Regions from separate parts of the Mus musculus genome. Here region 1 is linked to region 2. A link is a contact called in public Hi-C data. All regions are on one chromosome and are shown on one strand. The core of a region is the stretch at or near the end of the contact, and the rest is flanking DNA. Distances in the headings are between cores, read along the strand shown. Region 1 has its middle 5.7 kb from the start of 4932416K20Rik. Region 2 holds the start of Ces2a (carboxylesterase 2A).

The links. Hi-C and Micro-C count contacts between places; a contact is called where the count stands out from the background.
Region 1: a Hi-C map of liver shows a contact between it and region 2, with 3 times the contacts expected there. The contact joins the enhancer-like site here to the promoter of Ces2a in region 2. A contact is called at or near these places in 1 of 39 promoter capture datasets (macrophages), 5 of 484 Hi-C or Micro-C datasets (brain, liver and transition I germ cells), 2 of 115 datasets of contacts at active chromatin or transcription factors (embryonic stem cells and liver) and 2 of 9 other capture datasets (adipose tissue and macrophages).

What each region holds. Positions count from the first base shown.
Region 1 is chr8:104,787,353-104,790,768 of GRCm38.p6, reverse strand. It overlaps the pseudogene Gm6831. Among named protein-coding and RNA genes, the nearest start is that of 4932416K20Rik, 5.7 kb to the left of the region's middle. Within about 2 kb of position 1,653, at least 10 of the 459 cell types and tissues checked have an H3K27ac peak or open chromatin away from gene starts, as enhancers often do. A contact at or near this core is called in liver, where this site is marked.
Region 2 is chr8:104,732,307-104,735,552 of GRCm38.p6, reverse strand. Ces2a (carboxylesterase 2A) reads right to left here and starts at 1,550. Exons shown (of 12, transcript NM_133960.5): 1 at 1,406-1,550; 2 at 652-856. The coding sequence starts at 1,481.

The DNA.
Region 1 (3,416 bases), core at 404-2,903, 55 kb before region 2:
CCTCTCCCTTCCTCTTCTTTTTCTTCTTCCTTCTTTCTCCTCCTCCCCCATCTTAGTAACACTCTAAGTCTAGTTAGATGTTTATGATTTTTTTTTTCGGTACTGTTTTGTTTTTGCTTTTGTTTTTGTCAAGACAGGGTTTCTCTGTGTAGCCCTGGCTGTCTTGGAACTCCCTCTGCAGACCAGGCTGGCCTGCAACTCAGAGATCTGTTGAGAGCTTTTGGTGCTGCTTCTAGGAATTTGGCATTTGTCACTGGGGTTAGACAAGGAAGTAGACTCAGATAAGAATGTCAGAAACAGGGACCATGGGGCTTTGTTTACTTCTTAGCTGCATTACTTCCTTGTGTGATCCCCTCCCTTACTACTTTCCTTAATCATTGCCTGTGTGATCCTTTTGCTTACGCCTCTGCTTGATTGCTTTCTTGTATAATCTCCTTGTTTCCCACTTTGCTTTACTTTGTCTTTGATCTAAGAACTGACCATGGCTTTTGGCTATACCTAGAATGATATAAAAGCAGGCTGGAGAGACATGAAGCTGTTTCAGCTTCAGTACGGGCTGCAGTCAGGTTATAATTTTGTCTAACTTTCCCTTTTTCAACCCTCACTCCCTTGCTTGAGACCCTGTTGACTGAGCTGGTTTGGTTAGAGATCCACCTGGGTGCTGGATTAAAGGCAGAACCATTGCCACCTATAGGCCATTTTTGGAACTTTTTATGTGGGGATAGACCACAAGTAATTTTTCCAGTTTTGCCTGGAGTTTTGCTGTATAGTTCAGGCTGACCTTAACTTGTGATCCCTGGCTACAGTAGCTCTCTGAGTAGCTGGGATTATAAGCCTACATCATCTGAGCTGGTTTTTCTTTCTTTTTTTTTTTTATTTTTTATGGTGCCTAGGGCTTTGTACATGCAGGGCAAGCTGTCTACTACTGCTATATCCCTGGTCTTACAACTTCTTTAAATGTTTAACAGGTGTCTCATGACATAGGAATTCTGCTCTAGATTGGAAATTCAAAAATGTAATACATGAGATCACATAAAATAATGTGTGAGGATATCCATACAACTTATTAAAACTCAAACATAGGATGGGTGTCCCTATAACCCTGTAATCCACACTGCTAAGGCAGTGAGATCATGTGTTCAGGGCACTCCTGGGCTACATAGAAACCATGTCTCCAAAAACAGAGGTAATAAACAAGGGCAACAATTGTGCATAGTCTGGTGAGTGGATAGAATGTGTTGTGTGCACACATGGATGTCATTCAACAATAAAAGGAAACAAACACATTATGTGAAGTGACCTAACCAGTCACAAAACATTTTATTTATTTTGGATTAGAGACAAGTCCCAGTATAGTAAGATAAAGCAATGTCATGTTTTCTTTGAAATGGGATTAAAGGCAGTGGATGGCAGAAAAGGACCCAAGGGAAGGCTGATGGGAAGCAAGGGGGGAATGTTGTAAATCTGATCTGATGACAGTTGCACGCCTTGAGAATTTTCCCAGACTTACTAAAACAGACACCTAAAAGAGATTAATTTAATTTCATTTAAACAGCCCACAGTGGTCTGAGGGTGTAGTTCATGGGTGGAACCATTGCCCAACATGCACAAGTCCTAAGATCAATCCATAGTGCCATAAAAACAATCCACGCTCAAACTATCAAAAATGAGATAATTATTAACAGTCTCAAATCTAACTGACACCCAGCTTAGTGTGTCTATCCAGAGATGATGAGCAGAGGCATGCTGGCAGTGGGAACTTAAATCAATGCTGTACATATAGAATGGAAGCATCCTACATGGTCAGTCTCACTGACAGGAAGATCTTCCCTGCCCCCAGTTCAAGTCAGCAGGGACTTAATATTATCCTTGTAACTGCCTTGTTTACACATCCTACCAGGAGAGGGCACAAGCAGTAATCCTTGAGTCTGGTTTCCCTGAGAACATCTTGACCCCAAATTTTACAATTTATAAGACTGTACGTTTGTTACTATTTGTAAGTTACTGAAGTTACAATTTTCTTTTTGTTTGTGTGTTTCAGAGATGTGGGACTTGTTAGCTTGCCCGGAGACTTATGTAATCCTTCTATTTCAGCCTCCACCCATCTGAGGCCACAGATACTATGTGTCTTAGTCAGGGTTTCTATTCCTGCACAAACATCATGACCAAGAAGCAAGTTGGGGAGGAAAGGGTTTATTCGGCTTACACTTCCATACTGCAGTTCATCACCAAGGAAGTCAGGACTGGAACTCAAGCAGGTCAGGAAGCAGGAGCTGATGCAGAGGCCATGGAGGGATGTTCTTTACTGGCTTGCCTCACCTGGCTTGCTCAGCCTGCTTTCTTATAGAACCCAAGACTACCAGCCCAGAGATGGTCCCACCCACAAGGGGCCTTTCCCCCTTGATCACTAATTGAGAAAATGCCTTACAGTTGGATCTCATGGAGGCATTTCCTCAACTGAAGCTCCTTTCTCTGTGATTACTACAGCTGTGTCAAGTTGACACAAAACTAGCCAGTACACTATGAGTCCAATTTGTAGTTTATGATCTTTTAGAAACAGCATTCTTAAGGCAAAGGGACTTAGAGAAAGCAGATTTTCTAATGGTAATCATAAATATGCTGAGAGAGGATACAGGATTTGATACCACCTATTTCCTGCAGTCAACAGTCCCTGAAGCACCCATTTCATTTCAAGAAGGTCTGGGACTTGTCGAAGAGGAGAGTGAGGATGGGGAGAAGATAATGAAAGGAAAGAAGGAAGGAAGAAAGGAAAAAAAAGGAAGGAAGGAAGGAATGAAGAGCCTAGTCTCAGTGAAGGGTTAAAAAAGATGGGGGTACATTGGGGCTCATATCTACACTATTATAATAGCTATTATTGACTCTAATGAAAGTTTGCTCAGAATTATAAGAAATAACACAGACTGTTCTTCATACATGTCTGAAAGGGCAAATGCTGATATTAGAAAGGCTTACATAAGTGTTGGAACAAATAAAAATAAATAAATGGACTTTGTAACCTCAGAATTACACCATCTGCTTTTAATCTCACACACCTTTCCTGACACAGGACGATACGGCTCTGCATGCTTGTCCTGAGAACCCTTGAGCTCCTGGATCTTCTGGGGGCAGAGTCTTGGTCCAGAACTGCAGCCTTCTGGCCTTCAGTGCTCGACCCACAGCATGCTGGGTGTTCAGATGCAGATACTGCTCATCATGGTCCATCACAGGCCAGTAGGGTAGACTCTCACTGTTGGGGTTCCTGTGGATATGCCACCCAGCAGGGAAGAGTGAAGGTCTCTCTGACACAAAGCCTGACCCTCTAATTTGGTTAGGGCCATAGATGAGATGACCAAGGGACTGAGGGATCAGATAACCTAATGTACTAATATACATACAAGTGTCACTACCAGTGTCTA
Region 2 (3,246 bases), core at 301-2,800:
GTAAGTGAAGGTTAGTAGGCAAGCATGTGTCCTTTGAACTCTGCTCCTGATTATGGATGGGATGCAATCAGCTCTCTTAAACATCTGACTCTGTAGTTTCCCACCTATGATTGATTATAAGCTGGGATTGTGACCCATAGTAAAATCTTTCTTCACTAAGTTGCTTATGTAAGGATACTTTATCACAGCAATAGAAAGGGAACTAAGATACTTGGGTATTGAGGTACTGTGCCCACATAGCAACTATAGGAATGAGTGGGCAATGCCACTCCATATGATAGTGAGACATTCTTCATTTCACTCCCAAGTACCAATAAGGTACCTCCTTGTTCCACATAGTCTCCAGTTAGAAGCATGTGTGCTTGTTCCTTAGTCAATGGCACAAGGACAGTGGATGGTCACAGGGACTGTGAAGAATGGGCTCAGTCTCTGTTCCTTACTGCAGTTCCTACAACTAAGTCCCTACAGGTGCTGTGCTCTGACCCAGCAGCCTGGCACAGCTGTTCTACTCTAATTCTTAGCACATTCATCAAGAACGTGCATGGGAGATGCCCCTCATCATAGGCAGAAAACTGCTATAGAGCTGAGGTGGAGGAAGCCTGCAGTGTGGCCCAGAGCACAGGCCTGAAGTCCTCTGGGTCTAGAACTTACATGGCCGGCTGTGAGGTCCCATCTCTCACACCACTCCATGGCTCAGGGTCCTCAGGAGGTGCAAAGCGCAGTAGTCCTACAGGAGGCTTGGCAAAGGGGATTCCCAGGAAGGCATGGACACCAGATTTAGTGTCCTTCACGTGGACAAAGCTGCCTCTCACCTGACCCCTGTGGGTGTTCCTGATGGGGCTGGCTGAGTCCTGGCCTGTAAGTGGAGAGATGCCATCAGCTGTCACCACACTTGGGACTTTCTACCTCATCATCACCATGGTACATGGGGAAGGTAACCTGGGTCATCTCAGTTCAGTAGTAGGATGAGGAGATGAGGGCTTCTAGATTCCCTAGGGACAGACACCTTGTCCACTGACCCTCTTCCAAACTGTCAGGACTCTTCCCTAGTCAACAAAGTGACAGGCTTAGAGCCACTTGGCATTAGGAAGGAATTATTATCATTATCAATGTTGTAGGATTTCTAGCCACAAGCACACACAGAGGAGGGACATGTCCTGCTTGTTGTTCTGTCCCGGTTGTCTCCTCAGTATGTGCTAACCTCAGACATCTCTGATGCCCCCCCCCCGCCCCATGTGCCCTGGTGGGACATTACAAAGCACACATTCCCCACACTGTCACCTGTCATTCTCCACCAGCTCCTTTTCCCTTCCTGGTGCCTTCCATCCCACAAGCTCAGCCTCTGACTTTGCCGAACTGGGGCAGTTCTGACCCAAGTCCCCTGTGCTCATTTAGATAGTCTTACCATGCACATGCTGGAGGAGAAGCAGGAGCCCACAGGCAACAACACACAGCCAACCAGGAAGTCTAGCCAATGGCATGGTTGAATCTCAGGCCTAAACCTGTGCTGCTGCACATGAGAGTGTCACAGCAGGAAACAAAAACAGATCGGCCTGGTCCAAGCAGGAATTTGTACTTTTAGGGGTGTAGGTGTGGACATTTGATTGGATGGGGCAAAGTTCTTATTGCAGAAAAACTGATAAGGCAGAAGCCACAGGGAGACAAGAGCCAACAAGCAGGCAAAGCCACCTCTGCAGTTTCTCTTCCTTCCCTGGCCTCTTGGACAGACACAGCAGGGCATCTGAAGTCCTTCTGCAATGCCAGGATCCCTGACCTCCAATATGGAATCATGATTCCTGACTCTCTTCCTCACCATCCCAATGTAGGTGTTGGTATGAAGATCAGGGAGCAGAAAGCTGCAACAGGAGAAGCCACAGGGCTCTTGTCAATAGGTACACAGTCAGGATACTTCCTGTTGTGGAAGATTGACATTACAAGAATCATCATTTTAGTCATGTCCTGGGATTGGCCTTCAAGTTACTCTATGAATCCTGCAAAAGTTAGCACCCTGGGAAGATAAAGGTTTGTCATATTTAGGGTGCCTGGGAACGTGGGGATTAGAGGAGAGAACCCCGTAATGACAGAGAGAAACTGCTTAGGAGACACAGAGGCAGATGGAGCAACATTCATCTCCATTGTATGATGGCATAAGTATATAATGTTTTTAATAGAGGGCCCAGAGAAGATTTAGGGACATCAATAAATTAATAATATGGAATCTGAAGGTGAGTGATTGTGTCACAAGCAACCAAAGGATCTCAGAGGGCCTGTAAAAGTTAGAAATAAGTGTCTGTGCAAGGGCAGGCACTCAGGGAGACAGGGATAGGATGCTCTTCTGAACATATCTGGACCTTCTAATGTTTCCATTCTGTTGCCAAGACACACCTCACAGTCAAACATATTCACAGATGTTCTGAGCACATGAACATGAACCTCACAGTATCTCCAGGCTTTGAGGGCTGGAAAGAAACTTCAGCAGAGCCCCACAGAGAGAGAGACAGACCGACAGACAGACAGACAGACAGACAGACAGACAGACAGACAGACATATAGACAGAGAGATACACACAGGCACAAGCACTCCAAACACACACATACACAGATCCACACATATACACAGACTCACACACAGACACAAACACACAGCCATAGCCACAGACACACATACAGAATACATACACATGGCACCAGTCACTGATGCCTGACCATTCTTGTAACAGACAACAAATACTGAAATGGTTCTGCTTAGAGCCCAGCTATGCCCACAAAGCTTTCTCTTCTAAGAAAGAAAAAGCTATGAAATTCTGTGTGGTCAGGCAAAATGCCCATCTGGCTGTAAGCTAAAAAGCCATATTCTAGAACAAGAGCCATTGGTGGAACTCAAATTAGGTGAACACGTTTCTTCTTCATTTTCAGCTACTCTGTGCTGAAGACAGGATATTCTCTGTAGTCCAGATTGGCCTGCTACCTCAGCTTCTCGGGCTCTGGGTTTGCAAAGCATTCACCTCATATACATCTGCCCTAAGTAATCCTGGGCATCCCCCACAAGGCTCGGACAATCTGGTGTTCCCAAGAATGTTGCAGAATGGGGTGAGATGGGGGAGGGGATAAGATGCAACTCCATTCTGCTTCCAGTTGACACCAATTCTAAGCCCAGGAATCCAAACAAAGAATGTTCCAAACAGTAGTCACTAGTGAGTCAAGCAGATCTTGCTGCATGGAGAACCCTGGTGACCTTTCAGAGTC